Linked DNA regions of Gossypium hirsutum: region 2 is linked to region 1. Evidence: chromatin contacts called from public Hi-C data. All regions are on one chromosome and are shown on one strand. Each heading gives the region's core, a stretch centred on a gene start, on an enhancer-like site or on the middle of the called end of the contact. The rest is flanking DNA. Distances are from core to core; before and after follow the strand shown. Region 1 holds the start of LOC107924858 (indole-3-acetic acid-amido synthetase GH3.17). Region 2 holds the start of LOC107924837 (flavin mononucleotide hydrolase 1, chloroplatic).

Region 1 (7,469 bases), core at 3,695-6,194:
GTGACTAAACAACACCTATGTACATGCCACCTTTACCCAAAAGAAAAATATACATCACCAAATTTGTGTTGGAGTCGGGATTGTTCTGGATGCTGAGCCGGGACACTTGACTTTTACTAACCTGCGCACGGAAACAACCGTACGCTAAGTATGGATATACTCAGTGGTATTACCATAATTCAAAATATATCATCAATAATAAAAATATAAATATTAAAATACATAACAATTACTTTCTTAAATACTAATTCATACTTTATTTTTATTTGTATTTTCATCATTTCATAATAACAATTCAATTTAATTATTCGTCAATCAATGTATTTTTCACAAACTTGAATTTAAACCACTTTGAACATTTAGCCCATACTTTTCTCTTTCTATCACAATTCTAATTTCTATTCATAATTCAATTTCTCTTTTTTTTTCAATGCCTTAAATTCACATTTCAATTTTTCACCCTATTAACGTAACTCGGACTTTGGCGGATACACGGATCCAACCAAACACACCAATATGGCACCCAGTGCCTCATCGGATAGTTCGAAGTAATAGTTGACACCCAGTGTCTCATCGGCCTAGCCGAAGTAAAGTTGGTACCCAGTACCTCATCGAATCTATCCGAAGAAATTTAGTGACACCCAGTGTCTCATCGACTCGGGGTCGAAGCATCCCTGAACAGTTCTAATCCTATGGCATGCCAACTATATCCAACTCAGCCCGACTAGTTAATAGGGTATTCAATTCACTTTCTCAATTCTATATCACTTTCAATTCACAATTCAAATCACCATTATTTTTTCAATCAATACACTTTTCAAATAATCACATATTCCATAATTCACTTATTCTATTCAATTTAATTCAATTTGCATCACTTTCATTTGCACTCAATATTCATATCAATTTCACATACTTACCTCAAGTCTTACTTACCATACATAACAATTAAAAATTCAGCAATCAATAATAATTAAAATTCGAATTATAGTAATACACACCGTAATTCTCCCGTTTTAGTCCTCGATGACTTTCTCCTTTCCTTTTGATGCTGATGCTTCAGGTTCTTTGTTGGCTACGAAAATAATAGTAATTTACATTATTATTTACAGCATTAATTATAATAAATAATTAAATTTCTAAACAATTCCTACCTTATTTTCAATTTAATCCTAACTAAACTTAATTATTTTCTTAATCCAATTCACTCTCTTTTTCTATTCAAAATTTGTCTAAACTTATATTTAACTATAAAATTTCCTGCATATTTCCCTAATTTCGAAATTTCTTCAATTTAGTCCCTACAACATAAAACTTATAACCTAGTTTACAATTTAATTCCTTAATCAATTCTAACTTATAATTCATTCAATTAAATCCCTAATTCCATAATTTGTCCAACATGAACCATATTTGGAAACATATGAACTCTTGAACTATCAACTTAATTTCATCAAAATCTTGTTTCAAAGCTTCTAAAACATCAAGATTAACTAAAAATGACTTAATTAACTTACCAAATTAACTCCAAGCTTCAAATCCTTAGTTTTCTCTTTTATTTTTCTTTTCCTTTTTCTTTCTCTTTTTCTCCCCTGCTTCCCGTTGTCAATTCTGTTTCTATTCCCTTTTGTTTCTTTATTTCTCTTTTATATTTATTTGCTTTACTTATTTAATTAGCATATATTATAATATATTTATTTTAAATATCTATTTTAACATCATTTACATATTTTACAATTGTACACATATTTAATTCTACATTTGTACCAATAATTTTATTACATTTGTCATTGTTTAATTTGTTTCTCAAACAAAAATCTCATAATTTAAAATTTTAATTATTTAATTAACAAATATCTTTTTACTTAAATTATAAGTAATTTAGTATTTAAATTACAAATGTACCAATATAATTTTTACACATGTATAATTTATTACCATATATTTATCAACTATTTAATGTATTTAAAATATAATATTCATTAAATAATCATAATAATTATAAAACCATAATAATAATTTTAATATATATAATACATACATTCAAGAAAAATCTTGATTTTTCTTCCATTTGCCGCCTCAATTTATGTAAATGGCTTAATTGTCATTTTGATCCTTTTTATTCTCTATTACTTTAGAATTAAACTTTTACCCCTTTTTCAATTTAGTTCTTTTTGCTAATTATTCTAAATTAAGCTAATTTCACCTAATTAAATCCTAATTAGACACACCACTAGGCTCATAAATATTTTTAATAATTATTTTCGAACTTATTTCACTAAGACGGACGCCTTATAACTCACTTTTCCGGTGCCCGTGGATTTTGGGTCATTACATATAGGTTATTTTGGCCAATGTTGGCATATAAGGGTTTTGTTGAGACTAGCAATTTGAATGGTTTGTGTTTGGTATATTTTGATGTGTATATAAGTGGCCTTATCATATTTGTTATGTGTTTGATATGGTAGAATGAAAGACAGTAAAATGTGGTGATATTTCATGTTTAAGACTTGATTTGGCTTGTTTTGAATGTCTTATTATGGTTTGTTGATGTGCAAATTGTTGTGTTTAGGTTGGTACCAAATTGGGTGAGAAATATGGCTTGGAAAATGACCTATTTTTGTTCACACGGGCAAAGACACAGGCATGTGTCTCAACCGTGTGTAACACACAGCTAGGTGACACAGCCATGTGTCCCCTGTATCTTTTAAATTGCGCAAGTAGTATGATTTCATGGCCTAGCACACGAGCGTGTGGTTTGGCCGTGTGACCCAAGTCAGAGAGTTACACTGGCACAGAAATGGGCTAGGACACGGCCGTGTGTCCCTATTTCGAATGCCTACACGGCCTGAGACATGGGCGTGTCTCCTAACCGTATGAGTCACACGGCCTGGCCATACGGCTATGTATCCTCTGCAACTTTGAAAATTTTCAATGTTTTCCAAAAAAAATTTTGAGTACTCGATCTAGTCCTGACTTGTTTCTAACTTGTGTTTTGGGCCTCGAGGACTCATATAAGGGACAATATGTTTGATTTCAATTGGTTTTCGATTGATTTCTTATATGAATGCTAGATTATATGAAATGTCTAATTAATTGATCTGTAAACTCCAGTAATGCTCCGTAACCCTATTCTGGCGACAGATTCGGGTTAGGGTGTTACACTAATGGATCACTATGTGTCCAAAGGAACTTCGTTGAGCCAATACAAAAAAACCTAGTTGCATTAAATCTGAGGAAGCCATGAAGATATTAGATTTAAGAGTGATAAGAAAGTATTTCAACCCCAAATCACCGTTATAATTAGTTTGCATCATTTCTTGTTTAAAAACTCGGGAGAATAATCTTTTTTACTTTATTGTGTTAGTGTCAAAAATGTTTGGCAAAATTATTGATATCTTGTTTTGAACTCAAAGTTATAACCTTTTCTAACATAATGTTAAGTAGGGGCATTCAATCATATAAGCATACCATGTTACCTTTACTTCATGATATCTTGCAAGCCAAGAAAGTCCTTTGAGATTCAAGTGCTTGATTTATCTAAAACACAGGCGTAGTGAAATATTTCCAAGTACATCAAAATTCACTTATATGGGATGTCAGAAAAATCGTTGACTTTGGGTTATATTTTAGGCAAACCTTATTCTCTTTGGATTATATTTTGGATAAACTGAGAGTATTTCTATTTTGTTTATTCAATTGGATTTAATTATTAACTTATTTAAAAATTTGATTTTTTTTGTGAATTACAAGAGGAGGGAAAGTCCTAATAGTAATGCGACTAGTGCGAATCGAATGCATGCCACACCTAGGGCGATGAACACCTTGATTATCAAGCCAACATAGGGTTCAAAAATTTTATTTTTTAATCACTCTAGCAATTTATAGTTTTGTGTTCTTTGATGTTTATATATTATGAGCCTTTTTGACACATTCGCTTGTCTTGTTGTATGCCTTATGGGTTTTACAAATCTTGTTTGGTTTATTTGGTATGTTGTCTCCTTTTTGGGAGGTTCTCAATGACTACATATCATATATAAAATGATTAAAATATGCAATAAGTTCCTATATTTTTTCATGACTTTGGAATTTAATCATTATACTTTTTTAAGGAATTTAGTTTTTTACTTTTTAGATTTTAAAATTTAAGTCCAACTATTAATACTTTTGAGATTACTTAATTAAATTCAGGTTCATTAAAATGTCAATTTTTTAATTATATTATTATCAAATGAGTATTTTTTATTTCAAAATATCACACTAACAAATTTATAAAAAAATATAGTGTTTTGAATTTAAAAATATGAGAAGTATGACTAAATTTCTAAAAATAAAATTATAAATTTTAATTTAAAATTTATAAAAAGTACAAAAACTTATTACACATTTTAACCATAAATTTTAGAATTTTTTTTTATTTTAGGAATTTGTAAAGAAGGTTAATTATTACACAATTATTACTCAAAATTTATTGAAGTAATGAAAATCGGTCGCACAAAATCTTTTAGAAAACGTATTTTAAAAAATAAATTTCCCTTCCACCTATTTCAAAAAACAAAAATATAATATAGTAATAAACTCTTGCTTGGGTACGCTATCCTTCCAATACATATCATATGCAAATTTCAATTTTTTTAATTCTAAAAGTTGGTAAAGATTCTTCAAAAACTAATAATAATAAGTTGGTAAAGAGACTTAGACCATCACAATTTCGCTCTTCAATATTTAAAAAAAAATTATTTTAACTTTGCATTTAATTTTTAGTTAAATTATATGGATACGATTAGATACTGTAATAAAAAATATTTTTATTATTTTTATATATATCTTTTATGTTAAAATATTCAATATAAATAAAAATATTAATATTTTTCATTAATATATAAATTTGTTTTTACTTTCTTACCCCATTATAAATTTATAACTATATAAGACAATGCATTAACTATTTTTTTTTTCTTTCTTACACACCATTAACTATTTTTTTCTTTCTTTCTTACGCAGCATTAACTATTTTTTTTTTCTTTCTTATGTAGCCCTTTTATTTTCTTCCCCATTTACCCCTATTTTCCCTTCTCATTTACCATCCTTGCCTTTGCTCTGTATTTCATTTTCTGCAAAAAAACCCAGCATCATCATCTTCATATAAGCGAATCAGGTATGTTAAAAATCTCATAAATTATCACGATTAAATGTTAAAGTTATTTTTTTCTGTTTACTAAAGTTCTATTCTTGTATATGGGTTTTTTTTCCGTTTCTGATTCAGGCCAAAGTAAAGTCCGGGAGTGTCCTTTTTTGACACGCTTCAAGGTGTGTCCGGTACGTATCCGGCCGTGTCGGCAGCGTGTCCGTGTTGGACACCAGTACGACACTGGTACGAGGGGATTTTCCCCGTGTCGGTGCTTCCTAGATGGCAATGAATGGGTATGAAGGTGGGTTGAAGATGATTGAGGAACTGACCACAAATGCTGGGCAAATTCAAGACAAGGTGTTGAGGGAAATACTAAGTAGAAATGCAGGAACAGAGTATTTAAGGGGATTCCTCCATGGTCAAACCGACAAGCAACTCTTTAAGAAAAATGTTCCCATAGTTACTTATGAAGATCTCAAGCCTTACATAGATAGGATTGTTAATGGGGAGACATCAGATATCCTTTTAGCTGAACCCATTACAGGGTTCTTTCTAAGGCATGCATGAATTTGTTGCTTTGGTTTTGTGTGTTTTGGGGCATTGTTTGCTTCCTTCTAATAGTTCTATCATCTGTTTGATCAAATGCAGCTCTGGGACTTCAGGCGGGCAGCGAAAGCTGATGCCTGTCACTGCTCAAGTTGCTAAAAAGTGGGAATTATTTCGTGGCTTATACGAGTCTCTTGTGATAAAGTAAGGAACCCATCCCTATTTTCTAGTTTTTCTTTCAGCTACTTGTGAAATCACACTGTTTACTTGTTCATCCATGATCTGAACACAACCATATATAATCGGATCTTTAATTAAACTAGGAAAAATCCATTTATACCCAAAAAAGTTTTATACTCTTCTGTATATATTTCTGTATATATTTGTACGATAAATTTTTTTGTACGATAAATATTTTAATAATTTAACTATTAAATTATCGATATAATTGCACTTAAAATTTTTAAATAAATATAATATCTCAATCATATCGATTTAATTATTTTTCACCATTTTTTTAAACTTTTAATTCATCAAACTAGTTTTTATTCTTGTCAATGCCTGAGCCAGTTGTGTGTAATAAATTTATAATATTTTTTTATAATATTAGTTTTTGTTTAAAATTTTCAATTAATTTCTTCAAAAAATCATTAATAAATTGGAAAAATAATGAAATTAAAAAATATTTTTAAAAGTATTTTAATATTAAAATATACAAAAATTCATCATAGTTTAAATATTAATATTAATTTAATATTTTTTTGGTAATTTTCTTAATTAATAAATTTTTTTAATATTAATATTTTAAATTTGTATCACTTCGCTTGTGACACTAAAATTAATAAATTTTTTTAATAATTATATAAATTAACATGTTAGGTTATATCATAGTATATTATAAGGGCGAAGTTAGAAAAAGTTTTTGGGGTAAAATTAAATTGTATATTTTTACGATGGTAAAAATACAATTTTACTATTTTAATAGCTTATATGTTTATAATTTTAAAAGATTAAATCAAATTTTTAACATTTTGAGGGGTCAAAGTACAATTTTATCATTATTAATTTAAAATTTTATAAACTATAAAAGGCCTAATTAAAAAATTTTCTATTTTAGGGGGCTGCCCCTGGTATATAACATGGTATATTATATCAACAGTAATTATATTCGAACAAAAAAAATCAATAGTTACTATATAGTTATATATTATAATATGAATTACCATATTAAGGAAATACATATAGTATCAATATATGTATAATACACCATGCAGATAGTAACACTCGAATTTAGTGAATACTACTTGTACATATATTGATATAATATGCATAGTTGCTCTTCTTGCTTTTTGCATTTACAACAGCAATTCAGTACTCCTAAAACTAACTATCTGCCTTTATCCGTCTAATTTTAAAGGCACATTGTTGACATCAACCAAGCCGGTAAAAGAATGGAGCTTATGTTTGCCAGACCAGAGATTGAAACTCCTAGTGGCCTCATGGCAACATCTGTTACAGCCAGCATATTCAAGGGCAGTGGATTTAGAGCCAGTTTACCTAAGCTTTACACAAGCCCCAGCGAGACCATCTTTTGTCCAGACCCCAACCAGAGCTTATACTGTCAATTACTTTTTGGTTTAATCCAACGAGAAGAGGTTGTCATGATTGGTTCATTCTTTGCATCTACGGTGCTAAGAGCTATCAAGTTTCTAGAAAATCATTGGCAAGAGCTATGCTATGACATAAAAACGGGTCGATTAAGCCATCAGATTACAGACTCTAGATGCAGAAA
Region 2 (7,469 bases), core at 2,624-5,123, 190 kb before region 1:
ATTAGTTCATTAAATTTTTAACTACAATAACAGTTATTCATTTTTACACTTTAAAAGATCATATTTCACTTGAAAATCAATATTCGCTTCTTTCATTTTCTTAATATTACTTAAAAATATGTAGGCAAACCATAGATCTATTAGATACATTTTTATTATTTCAAGAAATAGTTAATACTACATTCATTAAGATTAGAACAATATAAGTCCAAGAATTACTAGTTATTTACCACATCTGATACATTTCACACTAGTTTCTGCATCAATCTTTCAAGTAATTAGAGACTAGAAACTCAATCACCGGAACCAGTGTGCATATTTCTCTTTCCCTCCACCTCTCTCAAACTCACTTAGGAATGCATATTTCTCTGCTTTGGTACGATCCCATTATCATTATGCAACATATATATATAAACCTCACTACCAACTAAAATTGACAAGAGCACAGAACAACATATATATATCGACTCTCCTACACATTTTCTGCCAAAAAAAGGCATTTTTATGATATCAACAGTGTGCAAAGCAAAGTTATTTTAGTAACTTTACATGATATCATAGGTTTCTACATGTGTCTGTGGCTGGTTAAACTATTTGTTTCGAAGAAAAGTTATTTCCTTTTGCTTAGAGTTGAAACGCAAAAAATGGTAATTAATAAATGTATGTCCTAATTTCATCGTAGGAAATTTTGACTATGTTTCAGGACAGAGATGCCTATGAAAAACAAACATAGGCCAAAAATACAGCTGAATAAATGCAAATTATCAATTCTTTGTCTCAATCAATTGGGGCATGATCCAGAATTGAAAACCAATAAAGCACATATTTGAATCAACATGCAGCGGCATCTATGCCAACACTACATATCCACTCAACCATCTATTGAGATATGCACGCATTATATCAGCAAAGGCATTCATATTCAACGACCTAAACCCTTCTTTGAAGAGTTCATGACACAGGAGCTTTTATTTTTATTATAATATTTTATTATTTCAGTTTATTTCATAATATTTATTTTAAGTATTAGATATATTATAAATGGCTAGGGTTATTAGTTATCTTTACGGTTTGAAGCTAGGGTCATGAAAAAAACTTTATGTGCAAGTAAGCCTAGAAACTTGCAAGAAAGAAATCCTATATAAATAAGTTTTAGGCTTTACGGCCATAATTATTATTCTGATTATTTCCTTTGAATTAATAGAAAAATTAGAGGTTTTCTACAACTTAAGTTTTCTAGAGTTCCATCTTTCCTATTCATTTGTTCAGCTCTAATTCTTTTAATTGCTATTGTTTTCTCCCCTAAACCACATATATTCAGCATCAGAAACCCTGATGGTTTGCCTCTTTTATCCACAATTATAATATAAGGCCCCAGAATGGCCTAAGAACTATGATTGCTGTGCTTAGTTTTTAGCAAACACAACCCATTTCTTTTCTACCTTCTTTAATATCAAAATTCCCATACTTCTCTTAGGTTGATGTCATCAAGCCATTAACAGTGAAACCAGTTTCTTCAGGATTCTGAGAAGTGATTGAACATACTTCTTAAGTAGACTCTTATCTCCAAACCCCACATTGTCAATATGCGTGCATCCTTAAACCTTTTTCTTTACATTTAGCAATAAACGTTTCTATACCACGCAACGTAGGTTTCCTATATAGACACCATCAAAATTAGCATTGTGGAACTAAAAGATAATGGAAAAGGAATCTATGTGTCATATGCAACAAAAAGATTAAGAAAATGACTCAATGAAACAAATATCTCTCCCTAACAATGCAAAATATTTAATTTCTTTTTTATTTGAGAATTTATACTAAAATCAAGCATATTTTGCTTATATCTAATGAAAATGCTAATCAGCCTTGAAACAATGGATTGAAAGAATAACATCACGAAAACAAATGCAAAACCAACCTTGCAAATCAAAAGGTCTTCTGTCTTTAAAGAATTTTCCTTCTAGCTCCTCCTGAAAGGAAATAAGATAACTTTCTCACACTCCAGACCAGAAGGTAAACAGCAAGGCAATAAAATTGAGAGAAAAGCAAACGTCTTAAAGGTCATATAGCAATGAAGAGACCCATAAGTGAAAAGGAGCGAAAGAGAAAAAGGGGTTATTAAACATAGAAGAAAGGCATGGAATTATTTTACATGCTTTCAGTCACAAATTATATTGCTAAAAAATGTGGTAGAAAGTACAGTAATAAAGTATAAATTCAAAAGTTCCATTTATAAATGTGAAACTGAAACCGCAATGATATCCTTTAATAGTATGTTTCTGGTGGACTGGAAATTTACAAGTTCTAGTAGGTTTCTGTCAAAGAATCAACTATACAGGTCAATATAATAAAGGATCATGGTTATGGATAGGTTAACGTTGGCATAAAACTAATAAGGATACGGAAAAATAAAGAACATAAATAATAATAAATGAATGTACTGATAGTTAATCTAAAGGCAACAGATAAGTGGTGTGTTATGCTTTGGTTGTGTACACAAGCTTCACTAGCTGAAGCCTAGAGAAATATTGTTAAAAGACTAATGTTTTAGCTACTATATCCACTTATCAGAAAGCAAAGACGAAGGAAAGGGACTACAAAGGGCCATTTCATTTTGTGTTTAACAGGTAAATGATATTTTGCAGGAGATGTAAGAAGGCAACAATGATGGGAAGTAAGAAAAATCAAAACTAATGCAGTGTCACCAACTCGGGTTGTAAGTGGGTCAACATGCTGTGCAAGCTACTCAGGAAATAGTCAAGTTCTACTCCTCCTCTGCCAAGTCAGGTTCAGGCTCATACAGGGCTAATAAAGCATTTAAAAATGTATATTTTTAGTAAAATGCATATATTATCATCTATATACACTATAATATATATAATTTTATTATTTTTAGGGCCTATGTGTGTCTGAATAAATGTATGATATAGAACAAATAACATTACATATTCTTTAAGATATTTGATCCTAATTAAGTCAAGATCAAGTTTATAAAATGAAACTTATTCAAGCTCAGGGATGGTTTCAAGCCTCTCGTACACAAAACAGCTTGAGGTCAAGGCTGTTACTGTGGAACACTATTCAACTCGCCTTTATGTACAAAAATTCAAAGGAATAAAGATCCAACTTAGCTTTTATTACTTGAAATGGCAATCAATCCTAAAAAATTGACAAGTGAAACATGTTTCAAGAAATATTATAATTTGTTAGGTACCTCAATCAAACAGTTTAACAGATCTTACAACACTTACTCATAAGACTACTTTAGTCAATAAAATCTAGAGAACTATAACTTTCCCACATTATAAATCTAGGTGTACCTCATCAATCACCCCATTTTCGAACTCAAGCCATGCAGTTGGATGCTTGCATTCAATTAGTTCCTTCAAAGACATTCTGACCATCGAATTTAACTTTGATCACTTCAAAAACTATCGCCAGCAGTGGCAGTTATATTGGTTTGAAATAAAAACAAAAATGATAAAAACCCAACAAACACAATTCGAAACAAGAATTAAAAAAGAGAAAGAGGGGAGGGAGATGAAAAAACCAGTTACGCGAAGAAGGCAGGGACGTCATGGTAAAAAGGGTCACGAACAATGGTGTCCATGATGTCAAACAGCAAAATGGGAAGCTTCCTGGAGTTGAAGGAAGGTGATGTGTTGGTGGGATTGATTGCCATCCTGGTTCTGGGGACTGGAGAAAATAGTTTTGGATGAAAGCAGAGTGATGTGGCTGGTGGTGGTGGTGCTCTAACCAATTGAGCCATCCAAACGTACACTTGCAACCCAAGAGAATTTTTGATATTTTGATTTCCAGATTCCTCTTACCAGGAAATAAGGGTCAATGTTCGCTGCACAATTCTGGGTTTGCCTCTCTATGTTTGGGCTTACCATTTGTTTCATCCATCTTTGTGGGTACTTCTCAAAAAAATAAAATGCCTTGGCCCAATATTTATATGTATATATTTGTAATTATAAATTTATATTCTTAATAAAATTAAATATTGAATGTAATTATGCCTTTTGATAAAATTAATTTTTTTCAAAATTATTTATTTCTTAAATTCAATCTTATTAGTTATTACTATTGTAGAGATGTAAAATTTGTTTGGTTTCGGTTGCTAATTGAGGCGATCTATTGAAAACTTGAAAGCTAAAATTTGATTTTAAAATAAACTGGGAGTCGCCACCGATCCTTTTTCCTAGGTACGATCGGATACCTATTAGATTTATTTTTTTTTAACAAAAAGAAGGCTGAGTTTAGGGTCTAGGTTAAAAACCAGAGAAAAATTAGGGCTCGGGAGTCGGTTACGCGCGAGGAAGGTATTAGCACCCTCGCGACGCCCAGAAATTGGCATCTCATAAACACGTGTTGTCTTGATTTTTAAAAATACGAGTTCAATATTAAAATTTAGTCGTGATCCAATTAAAAGAAGACGAGAAATTTTAGTTCATTCCGGTTTTTGAGAAGGGTATATCGCTTTAACACGAGTCAATTGACGTTCACCCAACATAGCGATGAACTCGATGACTTAATGTTAAATCGGTATATTGCCTTGATTGTTGAAATTAATTAGAAGGACATGGATAAAATTCTTGAAGTAATGTAAAACAAAATTGAGATGAAATAAAAATAAATAAATGGAAAAATTAAAAATATGCTGAAATAAATAACATATAGGGCAATAATGCAAAAATATTGAAAATATATAATATATATAACACATAGATGATACATGCATATACATTAGAAATAACAACAATATAAAAATGGACTTACTAATATACTACATAGACATATACATTCATAGATATAAATAATAAGGATATTAGAAATACTAAGTATATAATGTTGGAATAACTACATAATACAAAAATTTGTAGAATGTAGTATTAAAATATGTGCACGATATATATACTTATTTAAAAATAATAATAAAACTGTTGATAATATTTCACAAATATATGTATATACTAAAAATATACATAACAATATATAAAGTATAATATATTAAAAAACGTATGTAAAACATATAAAATGAAAATACATATGTTAAATAATATTAAAATATTTACATAATGCATACATATAAGGAACAAACAGCTAATAATACATGGATATGTACATAGGCATATTAAATATATATACATATAATCGATATAGAAATATTAGAATAAAGCAATTAAAAAGTAATGCTATGCACAAATAGATATATACATATATAACAAAATATATACTATGGTTAATGATAATAACAATGACGATATAAAGATGTATACATACAACAACACATTCACTACATTAACAACCATAATAGTAATGGCATTAAAATACGAAGAACAACAATGTAACACAAAAATACTATATATATAAATCTATACACACAAATAAAAATATACACTATTGTAATAAAGATAATAATAATATATTATTAAAATATATAAAAGCAAGCATAACATTTAAATATTAAAATAAAGTAGCTAAAATACTAAACATAAATACATATATGTATATGCATATAATAAAAATATATAATAATATATAATAATAATAATAATAAAAGAAAATTTAAATAAGAATTAAAGATAAACGAAAAAAGGACCAAAATTGGATTAAAATCGAAGTTTTGGGGCTAAATCTAAAATAAAAATAAGCCACGGGGTCGTATTGCAACACGCGCGAAACATGGGGGACTGAATCAGTAATATTCCCATTCAATCAAAACGCAGCGCATCAACAAGGAGTAGATTGCAAGTCAGATTAAATTTTAGGGCCAGATTATAAACAAAAATAAACCCGATTTAAATACTGAAAATGCGGAAGGATCTAATGCGCAAATATACCATTGAATTAAAAAACACGCGGATCTGACCTGGTGCGGGTCGGGTCGACCCGCGTCCAAAACGGCGTCGTTTTTAGTCTAAACAAAGGGGGTCCAAAACGGTGCGTTTCAGACCCCTATATAAGTCAAAAAAAATTTAAAAAAAATTCATTTTGTACCGTGGAGAGAAAAAAAAAAGAGAGAAGGGGAGAGGGAAGAAAGAAGAGAGGGGAGAGGAGGGAGCTCCGGCTACGGGCCGGTCAACGGACGGCGATGGCCGGAAAAGGTAAAAATTTACTTTTTTTGTTTTTTTTTTATTTTTTTCGAATAAATGTGTATATATATGCTAGAAATGAGGAAGAAAAGAAGAAAAGAGAAAAAAAATGGATTTAAGAAGATAATAAAGAAAAAATAAGAAACAAAATCACCTTCCGATTTATGTTTTCGTTCCTTGTTTCCCTTTTTTGTATTTTCCTCTGCTTTTTGTATTCGATGTATGCTATTTGTTGTTTGAATCTATTGCTGATATTGTTATTACGAAGTGGTTAGATTTGCTTCTCTTTTTTCGAATCCCCCCTTTTACAAATGTTTATTTCTCGGCTTTATAGCCGACTACAAAACTAGGAAAATATTATTTATTTTTTGTCCTATTCTGTTTGGTCTGCTTCTGTCTTTGCAGGGTATGGAGGTGTCAGGGAAGTGGAGGAGAAGCATGCGGTGGCAGACGGTATGGGAGTGACCAAGGATGGTGCTAGTGTTAGAGGAAAGTGGGGCGTGGTAGCTAAGGGCAGAAGGGCGTGCGGCGCAAGTAGGGAGGCAAATAGAATTAGGGTTTCCTCTCTGCTGATTTGTTTTGGGCTGCTGGGCTAGGTTAATTTAGGGTATTGGGCTAGTAGTACTTGGGTTAGGCTAATTGGGCTGAAAATATTGTAAACAGGCTTGGGTTAGTAAGGGTTTGAAATGTATTTGGGTTTGGAAAAATTGGGTATGTACAACTATTAATATTTTAATATATTTTATATAATTTTTAAAAAAAAATTTAAGATAATAATTTGAATATCTTACTTTTTAACCAAGAAGAAAGAAGAATATCTAAGCCACTTACCTACTTATCTTATTCAACATTTTTTTGTTAAAAATTTTATATTAATTAAAAAGTTAATAAAATTATCAAACACGTTTTAAAAAAAATTAAATTAGCGGATCCTAATGCTAAATGTGTGGAAACCCTGATATTGACCAATTGTGTCAACCTCGAACCTTGATCGACATGCATAAGCTATAAAACTTGATAACAAATTAAATTGGAACGACAAATTTTATTGTTCAAAATTTTTTTATATTTTATAATTAAATTTAAATAAAAAATATTATCTATTTATTTTTCTTCTAAACAAGTTTCCAAGCACCTATCAAGCTAATGATTCAAGGTTCTTGTGATCTAATGTGTTTAATTGAGTGAAAAAGTAAAAGGAAGAAATAAAATAGTAGAAAGAAAATAAATTTTAGGTATAGTTGATAAGAAGAAAAGTTTTGTATTTTTAATTATATATGGGCTGATATTGAGTACATAAAGCGATCAACATCACGTTTGAAGCATTCAAAGCAAATTACGGATTAGTTTCATTACAGGGTAGCGAGT

The links. Hi-C and Micro-C count contacts between places; a contact is called where the count stands out from the background.
Region 2: a Hi-C map of leaf shows a contact between it and region 1, with 6 times the contacts expected there. The contact joins the promoter of LOC107924837 here to the promoter of LOC107924858 in region 1. A contact is called at or near these places in 14 of 34 Hi-C or Micro-C datasets (callus, fibers, hypocotyl and 3 more).

The regions. Positions count from the first base shown.
Region 1 is chrA02:101,026,305-101,033,773 of Gossypium_hirsutum_v2.1, reverse strand. It overlaps LOC107924858 (indole-3-acetic acid-amido synthetase GH3.17), which reads left to right and starts at 4,944. Exons shown (of 5, transcript XM_016855450.2): 1 at 4,944-5,158; 2 at 5,267-5,688; 3 at 5,780-5,881; 4 at 7,095-7,469. The coding sequence starts at 5,411.
Region 2 is chrA02:101,212,634-101,220,102 of Gossypium_hirsutum_v2.1, reverse strand. LOC107924837 (flavin mononucleotide hydrolase 1, chloroplatic) reads right to left here and starts at 3,873. Exons shown (of 7, transcript XM_016855445.2): 1 at 3,561-3,873; 2 at 3,324-3,399; 3 at 1,922-1,973. The coding sequence starts at 3,772.